Linked DNA regions of Sus scrofa: regions 2 and 3 are each linked to region 1. Evidence: chromatin contacts called from public Hi-C and HiChIP or PLAC-seq data. All regions are on one chromosome and are shown on one strand. The core of a region is the stretch at or near the end of the contact, and the rest is flanking DNA. Distances in the headings are between cores, read along the strand shown.

What was found. A called contact is a pair of places that touch in the nucleus more often than the background predicts. HiChIP or PLAC-seq counts read pairs in DNA pulled down with a chosen protein or histone mark.
Region 2: a Hi-C map of skeletal muscle shows a contact between it and region 1, with 5 times the contacts expected there. The contact joins two enhancer-like sites. A contact is called at or near these places in 16 of 47 Hi-C or Micro-C datasets (alveolar macrophages, embryonic fibroblasts, fetal heart ventricle and 6 more) and 1 of 2 datasets of contacts at active chromatin or transcription factors (skeletal muscle).
Region 3: a contact with region 1 is called in an H3K27ac HiChIP or PLAC-seq map of skeletal muscle. The contact joins the promoter of MTUS1 here to the enhancer-like site in region 1. A contact is called at or near these places in 1 of 5 promoter capture datasets (liver), 8 of 47 Hi-C or Micro-C datasets (adipocytes, fetal heart ventricle, fetal skeletal muscle and 4 more) and 1 of 2 datasets of contacts at active chromatin or transcription factors (skeletal muscle).

Annotation. Positions count from the first base shown.
Region 1 is chr17:5,429,443-5,433,051 of Sscrofa11.1, reverse strand. The region is part of intron 3 of MTUS1 (microtubule-associated tumor suppressor 1); the gene reads left to right. Among named protein-coding and RNA genes, the nearest start is that of MTUS1, 76 kb to the left of the region's middle. Within about 2 kb of position 2,026, at least 3 of the 83 cell types and tissues checked have an H3K27ac peak or open chromatin away from gene starts, as enhancers often do. A contact at or near this core is called in skeletal muscle, where this site is marked.
Region 2 is chr17:5,544,092-5,547,700 of Sscrofa11.1, reverse strand. FGL1 (fibrinogen-like protein 1) reads left to right here. Exons shown (of 8, transcript XM_021077952.1): 8 at 1-770. Among named protein-coding and RNA genes, the nearest start is that of MTUS1, 39 kb to the right of the region's middle. Within about 2 kb of position 1,945, at least 1 of the 83 cell types and tissues checked has an H3K27ac peak or open chromatin away from gene starts, as enhancers often do. A contact at or near this core is called in skeletal muscle, where this site is marked.
Region 3 is chr17:5,505,510-5,509,118 of Sscrofa11.1, reverse strand. MTUS1 (microtubule-associated tumor suppressor 1) reads left to right here and starts at 1,907. Exons shown (of 15, transcript XM_021077995.1): 1 at 1,907-2,302.

The DNA of each region.
Region 1 (3,609 bases), core at 777-3,276:
TGACATTTCTAACACTGTTGCCAAGTATCCACTGTTTAGGAAAGTCCAAAATGGTGTCTTATTTTAACTGGCATATGCTTGGCACCCAACTATTTGTTGGATAAATGTAGATACTTGAAGGGCCAGTTATAGACTGTAAAGATTAAGGGCAGAATCATTACCGAGTGCATGGACAGAGGCAGGCAGGCCGGTGGGCGATTGGAGTGAATACCAGTTAAATTCTGATGGGAGAGACAGGCTGTTCCTAAATAAAGTATAGAAGATGTTTGATAGTGTACAGCACTACACCTGTTTATTAACCTCTGAATATAATTTTATGCCATTAAAGAGAGAAAAAATACACAAATAGGGGGAGATAGGAAATGTCAGGGTGTGTGATTGTGGGAGAGAGAGAGGGGGTGGCCTTTGAGTGAAGGCCAGGGGTGGGCAGCCCTGTGCATAGCTGGAAGAAAACCATACCAGTCAGGGTAAACAGCAAGTGGAAAGACCCCACAGTGGAGCTGAACTAATCGCTCTAGGAATAGCAAGGAATGAAATGAGGAAAAGTGAAACAGGAGATGAGGTTTGAAGGTAGTGGAGAGCCAGATCATATACAATCTTGAAAACCATAAGGACTTTGGCTTTAAACCAAAGTGACTTCATTTTAACAGAATTACTCTGACAGCTGTGTGTAGAGAATACCCTGGATGGGAGTGAGGGCGGGACCAGAAAGATCAATGAGGAGGTTTCGCTGTAATCATGGCAGGAGATTGTGGCTTCCACAGGATTGTGGAGGGGTGGGGTGGGGGGTTAGAGCGGGGCCAGATTCTAGATGTATGTGTTGAAAAGAAAGCCAAAGGGACTTGATGATGGGATGAGGGGTGAGAGCAGCAGTGAGGAGTCAGATGACTGGAATCATCTTGATGTGAGCAGTGGCAGGATGCTGTTACCATGAGCTGAAGGGGGAAGGATGATGGAGATATGGATGGTGGGATCTCCAGTCTGGATATCACCATCTCAGTTGTACAGACGTCAAGTTGAGATGAGTGATAGATACAGAAGTGAAGGTATAGAGTAGAAAGTTGGATGTACAAGGCAAGAGTGCATAGGAGAAGTCTGGTCTAGGGAGGTAAATTTGGAATTCATCACCATTTAGATGTATTTTTTTTTTTTTTTTTTTTTGTCTTTTGTCTCTTTGTTGTTGTTGTTGCTATTTCTTGGGCCGCTCCCGCGGCATATGGAGGTTCCCAGGCTAGGGGTTGAATCGGAGCTGTAGCCACCGCCTACACCAGAGCCACAGCAACGCGGATCCGAGCCGCGTCTGCAACCTACACCACAGCTCACGGCAACGCTGGATCGTTAACCCACTGAGCAAGGGCAGGGACCGAACCCGCAACCTCATGGTTCCTAGTCGGATTCGTTAACCACTGCGCCACGACGGGAACTCCACCATTTAGATGTATTAAAGCCACTAGACTGGGTGAGATCACCCAGAGTGAGTGGAGAAAGAGAACAGGTCAAGGGCACCTGTTCACCTTCGGGGAACTCCATGGTGTACTCTGTACTACCTCTGGAGTCCTCTGAAGCTTTAAAGGGCTAGGGAGGTAAAGAGAAATTACAGAGAGACCAAGACGGAATAATAGGCAGGAAGGCAGAAGGAAAGTCCCTCGAGAGGGGTGTTCAGGAGGACAAGTGAAGAAAGCTGTTCAAGGAGAGAGGAGGAATCCACTGCATCAAGTGTTGCTGATGCAAGAATACGGTAGTTGAATACACAGTTGGGTTTAAACCAGAAGGTTGTATATTTCTTTAACAGGAAGCTGAAGATAGGCAGTTCCTGGGTTGGTGAGTCAATTACATCATCTTTCTGTCCATCCTCTTGTCCTGCCTCAGCTGTTGTCGGTGACTTTTCAGTTAAAATATGGTCGCTAAGAGTTCCAAGTGCTAAGTCCTATTGCTGTTGAGCCCAAAGGCTGGGAGTGAGGGATGGACAGTGTCCAGAGCAGGGCCCTCCTGCCATGCCTGCCTACCTTTACCAGGGGGGAAAGACCTTATTCAGCACTTCACCCCTGGCAGGCTCATCTTTCATCTTCCTGGCGCAGACCAGATCGCAGAGGTCACCTCCAATTTGAAGAAAGGTTGGGAATGAAAGTAGTGGGCTTTTTAAACCCTTCGTAAGGTGTGAGTAATGGAAATGGAAGTTAGGAATGACTCTTGGGGAGCCGGGAAAGATGTTAGACATGATAAGGTTAAACTAAAAAAAAAAAAAAAAATTGTACTGACTATATTAATTTACTTTTTTTTTTGTCTTTTTGTCTTTTTGCCATTTCTTGGGCCACTCCCGTGGCATATGGAGGTTCCCAGGCTAGGGGTCGAATCAGAGCTGTAGCCGCCAGCCTACACCACAGCCACAGCAATGCAGGATCCAAGCCAAGCCGAATCTGCAACCTGCACCACACACAGCTCACGGCAATACCAGATCCTTAACCCACTGAGCAAGGCCATGGGTCGAACCTGCAGCCTCATGGTTCCTAGTCAGATTCGTTAACCGCTGAGCCACAACGGGAACTCCTAATTTACTCTCTTATTTAGAGCTTTTTTTGCTTACCCTGTTTGGGGGTACGTATGATTCTTTGTTATTAATTTGATAATTGTCTGTTGTCCTTTGTCCTGTGTTTTACTGTATGACTTCTGATTTTGTATATGGTGATTTTTTTTTTCCATTTTTATAGTCACATCTTTTAATTTTTTTTTTCTGTTTTTATGCTTCACAAGACCGTCTCTACTGAAAGAGAAGATTGGTCTCTATCGTTATGGTTAATTTGATGGTTTTGTTTTAACCCTTTTTATTCTAATTTTAATGTCTTTGGGGCATACGTTGAGAACTAGGAGCTAATATTTATATATCATAGTGAGGCAGGTGCTATTCTAAGTGTTTACAAATATAAACCCATGGAACTCTCACAAGCACCTATGAAATAAATAGCCGTGTGATCACCCCCAATCTTACACATGACAAATGGCACAGAGAGGAGGAGGAGCCCCGCCCCCCACCCCGGCCAGTGTATGGTGGAGCTGTTCTAAACCTAGGTGGTCTGCCTCCAGATCGTTGACTTTTAACACACCACACCATGCTGCTTCTCAAATTTAAATAGTTTAAAAATTCAGATATCTTAATACCACACATAAATGTCTTCACCGACTTGAAATATCTCCCTTGTCTTATTCTGCAGTTTTCTATTTCTGAGATTGATACACCAGTTTATTAACTGGTGAATATAATTTTATGCCATGAACAGATGGTTTTACTATTTTATAGTATCCTATAATAATAACTAGTAGCACAAATCTCTTGTTCTTATTTTTTAAACTTTAAAAAGTTGTAGTAAAATATATGTTCCATAAAATTTGGCATTTAGAAAACTTAAGTGTAAACAAGGTCATTCCCATTGCTGTGCAGCCAGCACTACCCGAACTTGTCATCTTCTCCAGTGGAAACTCTGTCCATGGAACACTAACTCCCCATCCTCCCCTTCCCTCAGTCCCTGGCAACCACCAACCTAGTTTCTATCTCTATGAATTTGATTACTCTATGTACCTTGTATAAAAGGAGTCATTCAGTATTTGTCCTCT
Region 2 (3,609 bases), core at 696-3,195, 110 kb before region 1:
TAGTTGTTTAACAAGTTTCCAGGTGATGGAGATGTTACTGCTCTAGGGATCACGCTTTGAAAAATGAGGATGTAGGGAACGGCATTTCCGTGAGATAGTAAGAGTTAATACAGGAAGAGAAGGGCTCCTTGAACAAACGAGCTTAGTGGATGATAAAGTAAACAAAATGCAACAGATTTCTTCTCTTGAGTATGTCTTGGGTCCCTGAATATTCTGATGTGTTTTGAGTTCCAAGAACATCCTATAAGTAGTGCCCCCCATCTGTGTTTTCCTTTCTGAGGTTTCAGTTACCCATGGTTTGGAATTTTTAAACAGAAAATTCCATAAATAAACAATTTATAGAAGTTGCCAAAGTGGCTTAGTGGAAACAAATCTGATTAGCATCTACGAGGGCACAGGCTTGATCCCTGGCTTTGCTCAGTGGGTTAAGGATCCCACTGAGCATTGCTGCGAGCTGTAGTATAGGTTGCAGAGGCAGCTCGGATCCTATGTTGCTGCGGCTGTGGCATAGACCAGCGGCTATAGTTCTAATACGACCCCTAGCCTGGGAATCTCCATATGCCATGAGTACAGCCCTAAAAAGACAAAAAAAAAAAAAAAAAAAAAAAAAAGAAAAGAAAGAAAGAAAGAAAGAAACTGTCAAAAGTCATACAAAATCAATCCTGTATCTCTGCACATTCTCACTTCCTTCCTTCTTGATGCTAAAGAATGTTCCTTTCTTCTCAAGCCAACTGCTCTATAAATAAATGTGAATTAATGAACAAGTGAAATAAATGGGAGATGAAACTGTATAAAGGCATATATGTATTCAAATATGAGGGATGGAGTTCCCATCGGGGTCTAGCGGAAACGAATCCACTAGGAATCATGAGATTGCGGGTTCAATCACTGGCCTCGTTCAGTGAGTTAAGGATCAAGCATTGCCAAGAGCTGTGGTGTAGGTTGCAGGTGTGGCTCAGATCCCAAGTTACTGTGGCTATGGTGTAGGCCAGCAGCTGTAGCTCCCATTGTACCCCTAGCCTGGGAAACTCCACATGCCACAAGTGCAGCCCTAAAAAAAAAAAAAAAAAATTGTAAGTTTTCAATTAGCAACTTCTGAGTGGCAGGATAAAATCTCGAGAACATTCTCCCAGTCCCACCCAGGCGGTGAAACTTCCCAGCATATCCCACCTGTTAGTCACTTAGTAGTCAACCACATTATCAGATCAGCTGTTGTGTATTGCAGGGAACTCTTATTTTACTTAATAATGGCCCAAAAGTGCAAGAGTTATGATGCTGGCAATTCAGAGATACCTGAGAGGAGCCATAAAGTGCTTCATTTAAGTGAAAAGGTGAAGCTCTCAAAGTGATAAGGAATGCAGAAAAATCCTATGCTGAAGTTGTCAACATCTATGGTAAGAATGAATCATTCCCCCCCCCATGAAAATGTAAAGGAGGAAAAAAGAAATTTATGCTAGTTTTGCTATTTCACCTCACACTACAAAAGTTACCATCATGGTGCATTGTGAGTGCTCAGTTAAGATGGGAAAGGCACTGGATTTGTAGAATAAAATATTCTAAGAGGGAGAGAGAGAAAGAGACCACATTCCATAATGTGTATTTATTATTTATTACAGTGTATTTTTTTATTATTAGTTATTGTAATCTCCTATTGTTCCTGATTTATAAATTAAACATTATCATAGGTATGTATGTACAGGAAAAAACACAGTTTATATAGGGTTTGATACTGACCACGGTTTTCAGCAACTACTGAAGGTCTTTGAATGTATTCCCCACAGATGAGGGGGAACCGCTGTTGCATTTTATGTCTGATTAGGAGTGGTTCAGCTGCAAAATATAAATCACCTGATTTGGAGGTCCAGACAAACAGGGATTTGTTCATCTTATGTAACAAGAACTCAGGAGGTAGGAGGTTGCTGGCCTCGGTTCTGGGCTCTGCAACATGGAAGCTGATACCCCTGCAGCTCACATTGCCCTTTCTTCAAGATCATAAGCCATTGCTGCAGTTCTTGCTCCGAGGCCATGCTGAAAGCAGAAAGAAGCGTGTAGGGTCAACGGGCTTCAGCTTAGGCCTTAATGGCCAGAATTGTGTTGTGCAGTTATTCTCTCTGAAAGTAAAATAATGAAGGAGAATATTTAATTTTATAATCGCTAAAATGTATGGGCAAAAGAAGTGCCATGGCTCCTGATTTTTTTTTTTAATATAGTCTTGTGGGAATGGTGTTCCATAGATCTTGGGGAGGAATAAATAATGGAGCACCAGAGGCAATTTTAGATATGGGTATTATTTTGCTCAAGCAGTAGCATGAAGACCTCATGTAATTAGGAGATCAAAAGAAGAAAAGCTTTTAAAGGAGAAAAAAATGATTTTACAGAGAAGTAGGAGGGGAGCTAAGTAAGTATAGTGTTACATAAATCTCAGTATAATAGTTTTCAATGCAGAAGGAATGAAAAAGAATGTTAATGCCTTAAAAAGACAGAAGAGTCTATTTCAATAGACTAGTGGGTAGAATAGGCATAGGGCAGGAAATAATAGCAGTTAGAGAGGATAGGTCATTTGAGAAGTTTAAATGTGGGAGAAGGAAATTGGACTGGTTTACCTGAAGTCAAAACATCAGGAAGACCCCAGTATAAAAAAAATCTCTCTGAAAATTTACCATTAGAGAATTATTTATTAAACTTTACCACTTTCTGAAACATAAATATACTTTTATTTATATCAGGTAATTATATACTGTGGCCAAGAAAGCAAAGTATAATGTAAAGCAATAATGCTAAATGCCAGACATCGTACAAAAAAAAAAGTTTCCACCAAGAAATATACAGTATCTTTAAGATAAGGTAGAAGAGAAATTCCCATTGTGGCACAGCAGAAACGAATCTGACTAGTATCCATGAGGATGCAAGTTCAATCCCTGGCCTTGCTCAGTGGGTTAAGGATCTGGCGTTGCTGTGAGTGGTGGTGTAGGTTGTAAATGCAGCTCAGATCTCGAGTTGCTGTGACTGTGGCGTAGGCCAGCAACTGCAGCTCTGATTTGACCCCTAGCCTGGAACCTCCATATGTCGTGAATGTGGCCCTAAAAAGAAAAAAAGAGAAAAGGTAGAAGAGGGGTTGTTCTTGAAAGTACCAGCTTCACCAATTTGCCCAAGATGTATAGTTTCAGAAAGACTGCAAACCATAAAATCAAGATCCATCTGTATAGTACATAATCTATTGTTTTACCAGCACAAAATTATTTGGGGAAAATGACAACTCAACAGATAGGACATTACTCCAAGCAATAAAGAAGATGGTTTAATGTTTAGCTATGAAAGCTTCCCTTTTTCTTTTTTTCATCTGACACAGCTGTTTTTATCTATTTTATGTATTTGGGTTCCACATAACACTTGGCTATATGCTACAGGGTTTGTTTTTTTGGGGAAAAGGAAAGCTCTAAAAGAAGCTTTAGACCTCTTCCTTGTTTTTTTTTTTGTTGTTGTTGTTTGTTTGTTTTGTTTTGTTCTTTAGGGCTGCTCCCACAGCATATGGAAGTTCCAAGGCCAGGGGTCGAATCGGAGCTACAGCTGCCAGCCTGTGCCACAGCCACAGCAAACCAGATCTGAGCC
Region 3 (3,609 bases), core at 658-3,157, 76 kb before region 1:
TAAGATAAGTTGTCATAGGTAGACTTACTAGCGCAAAGGCTATGTGCCTTTAACATTTTTTTAGGTATTGTGAATTGCCCATGATGGAGGTCATTCTAGTTTACATCCACATCTGCATTGTGACTGCCTGCTTCTCCACACTTTTGCCAACACGCTAGGATTATAAAACTTTCTAATCTTTGTCAACCTGAGAAGTGAAAAATGGTCTCAGTGTAGTTTTAATTTGCATTTTTCTAATGGAGAAATAAAATTGTGTGTTTAAAAAAAAATTTTTTTTGGACAAACCGCCACAAAATTATGTAGGGTTATTATCACCCTTAGAATTGTTCCCGGAGTCTGTAGCAGGTCAACACTAGAGTTCAGAGATCAAGAACATGGCCACATGCCCAGAACCAAGATGGAGAGAAAGTCAGCAGGCCCCATTTCAAGCATATTTGCCTTGACAGAGTCCCAGATGATGTCCCTAGAAGGTAACTTATGTTTTCCTGTGGATGCAATTAGAAGCTAAGTTTCAATTCCCCTGTGGCCACAAAAGTTGCTTCTAAATACTTAGGAGAGGGCTTATTTGTTCTCTGTTTTTTTTTCCCTCTTCAATCTATACCACGAAAAAATGAAGCAAAACAGGTTCTATGTTTATAGATATAACTAAGCCACACAATAGAACTGTGAGGGGGTTGGACCAAGTCATCTGGGTCACAACAGGGTTATAAAGATTAAATGATATGTTTAACACTAGGAGTATTCTGCTTAGGGAGGAGGCATGTTGCTAATTAGCATATTTGCCTCATGACTTGCAGAAACAAAAGTGCTTTGTTTTGTGTTAGTTTATTTTTTGGTGCTTTTGCATAAGGGAGAACCACTCAATGGTGTTTAATGCTGCATCTCTTTTCAAATAATCCCAAAGAATTGTCATCAGGTGATAACAATAAAAAGATTAGGAGTTGGGTCTACCGGGTTTGCACTTGCCCCTCACTGGCTGTGTGACCTTGAGCAAATGCACTTGACCTTTCTGAGCTTGTTTCCTCACTTGAAAAAATGGAAGTAATAATCTGACCTGTAAACTCCTAGGTCTTGTTGAGGAAATGATGGAATGTTGTAGACATGAAAACACTTTACCACTGTAAATGGCAACATATACCTTAGTTGATCTGATATTGATAGCACAGAAAATTTTTATCAGTTACGGTATTCTCTTAAGCTTTTAGCAGAGTTCCCATCCTGGCGCAGCAGAAATGAATCTAACTAGGAACCATGAGGTTGTGGGTTCCATCCCTGACCTCGCTCAGTGGGTTAAGGATCCTGCCTTGTGTGAGCTGTGGTGTAGGTTGCAGACCTGGCTGGGATCTGGCGTTGCTGTGGTTGTGGCATAGACCGGCAGCTGTAGCTCTGATTCCACCCCTAGCCTGGGAACCTCCTTATGCCGCCTGTGCGGCCCTAAAAAAAAAAAAAAAAAAAAAAAAAATTGGACTCAGGTTGACTGACATTTAAAGGTTCAATAATGTTACATCTCATAGGTGGACTAGCATCTTTGGAAAAGCATTGTATTAAAACTATTCCTATAGATGAAAATATTTTATAGTTCTAATAGCTATGAATGAAATCTGTTGAGTTTAGCAAAAAAGAGGGACTTGTGTTTAGAGAAAAGTGGGTCCGGCTTTTTCTCTCCAGGCTTTCTACTCTCCTCTCCACTTTTTATTCAAAGATCTAACAGCGGGAACTCATTGCTTTAACCCTTAATAGGTGTTTGCTAGCAAATCTCTAAGGAGCACGAAGACAATACTGAGCGGGAGTCGGACACTCTGAAGAGGCAATCACCGCTGGTTCCTTGCAAACCTCCGCCCAGATAATTCTGCCAAACTTCCCCCTCCTACCCCTACCCTGCCCGCCCTCTCGGCCCTGCCCCGTCGCTAGCGGGAAGACAGAGCTCGCAGGAAAACACAGGTGGCAAGAGCAGAGCAGAAGGCAGATCCTCTCGGCAGCCGGCCAGGTTTGGGGCCCCAGGTCTGTGCACCGCCAGGCTCAAGTCGCCTGCGGGAACCTGCGTGGTCTGGAACCTATGGTTCAGCCAGGTGCGCAGGCAGCAGCCCCGGGTCCGGAGTGCACGTGGCAACAGGTGCATCTCGGACCAGAGCGGACGCGGAGGGCGTGGGGCGCGTAGGTACTTAGCCCCGGAGCGCGCGCGGCATTGGGATCCCAACCCGGGAGCGCGAGAGGAGGGAGCCTACAGGCCAGCAGAGTTCGCCAACCTGCCGAGCTGAGCGGAGCGCAGCGCAGCGGTAGCCTCCGGGGTTGGCGTCCCGAGGTACAGCCCTGCGCGTTTTTTCAAGTTTCTCGGGGGGCAGGCATCCCCTGGCCTCCGCCTGGCCTTTGTCTCCAGCTGCGACGCTCAGGCTGGGCCTCCTGAAAGGTGCTGCGGGGGGGGGGGGGGGGGCGCACAGGGAGGTGGGGGCAGAGGCGGTTGAGCTTTGCTATTTACAAGTTTCCCGAACTCCCCGCCCTGGCTCCACCCCCGAGGCTTGAGAGGCGGAGGTTGGGGCGCCCCGGACTCCGGGTTCCCGCCTGGCAGCTGCGGTGGCGGCCGGCGTGTGGGCAGGGGTGGGGGTGGGGGGCGAGAAGCGGGTCCCCAGGACACTGCCCGTCGGACACTGATTGCACCTCGGGCCTCCCGGGTGGGCCTGGCGCACCTTCGCCGCCGGTCCAAAGGGCGCCCAGCCTCTGAGTGCTGGTCTCCCGAATTGCGTCTCGGCTTCCCGGAGGGCTTGGGGTTGGCTCGGAGGCGCTGCGGGTAAGTGCGGGGTTAAGTGTGGCTGCCCAGCTTGTGCGTTGTGGGGATCCCGGGCGCGACCCTCACAGGGTGACAGGACTCGCTTTGAGGGAGGGGGCAGGTATTTTGGAACCTTGGGTGCAAAAGTTGAAGAGGTGGAGGCTGCGGAGGGCTGGTCTCACGTGGAGGCAGGGCAGTTCCTGAGAAAGGAACGGATGCAGATCTGGTAGCTGTCACCTTGAAAGTGACCGAAGGGGTTTACCTTCGAGTAAGTTATGCAGACTGACATCCAGGTACCCTCAGCCGGAAGCCACCCACCGGACACTTGACCTGCATGGGCCCGGCAGTCTCAGCCTTCTCTCTGGGCGGTTCGCTTGGGCCAGTTCTCAGCATAAGCAATCAGGGCTGAAAATATGGCATTAATGCAGTTGCTGCAATTCCCAAGGTCCTCTGTCCGTGTCTTATTACTTCCTGCAGTGCCCTTGTGCTCTTCTAGTGCTTTAGAAAAATCCACTCTTCACCACTCTAATTAATGGACTTGTGTGTTTACCTACCTTAAATAAATCTTTGTCCTCTTCTTTTTCTACTGTTATTTGTTGATTTTGACTTGGGCTAAGTTATTTTGGAGTAGGAATGGAGAGATTAATTCTTCATTTAGCCTGCATAAAGTTTCATATGCCCTATTAACTACTGTGTGTTTCAAGCAGTTAGTGTAGTAAGAAAGGAAATTCAGTGTGTTTTTAGTTTGTTTAAATAAAGGCTTGTGCAAAACAGGGGAGATGAAAGCGTTTGTCTTGCCAGGTGATATGAATTCAGTCATCTTGACATTAAATCCTCAGCCCTTG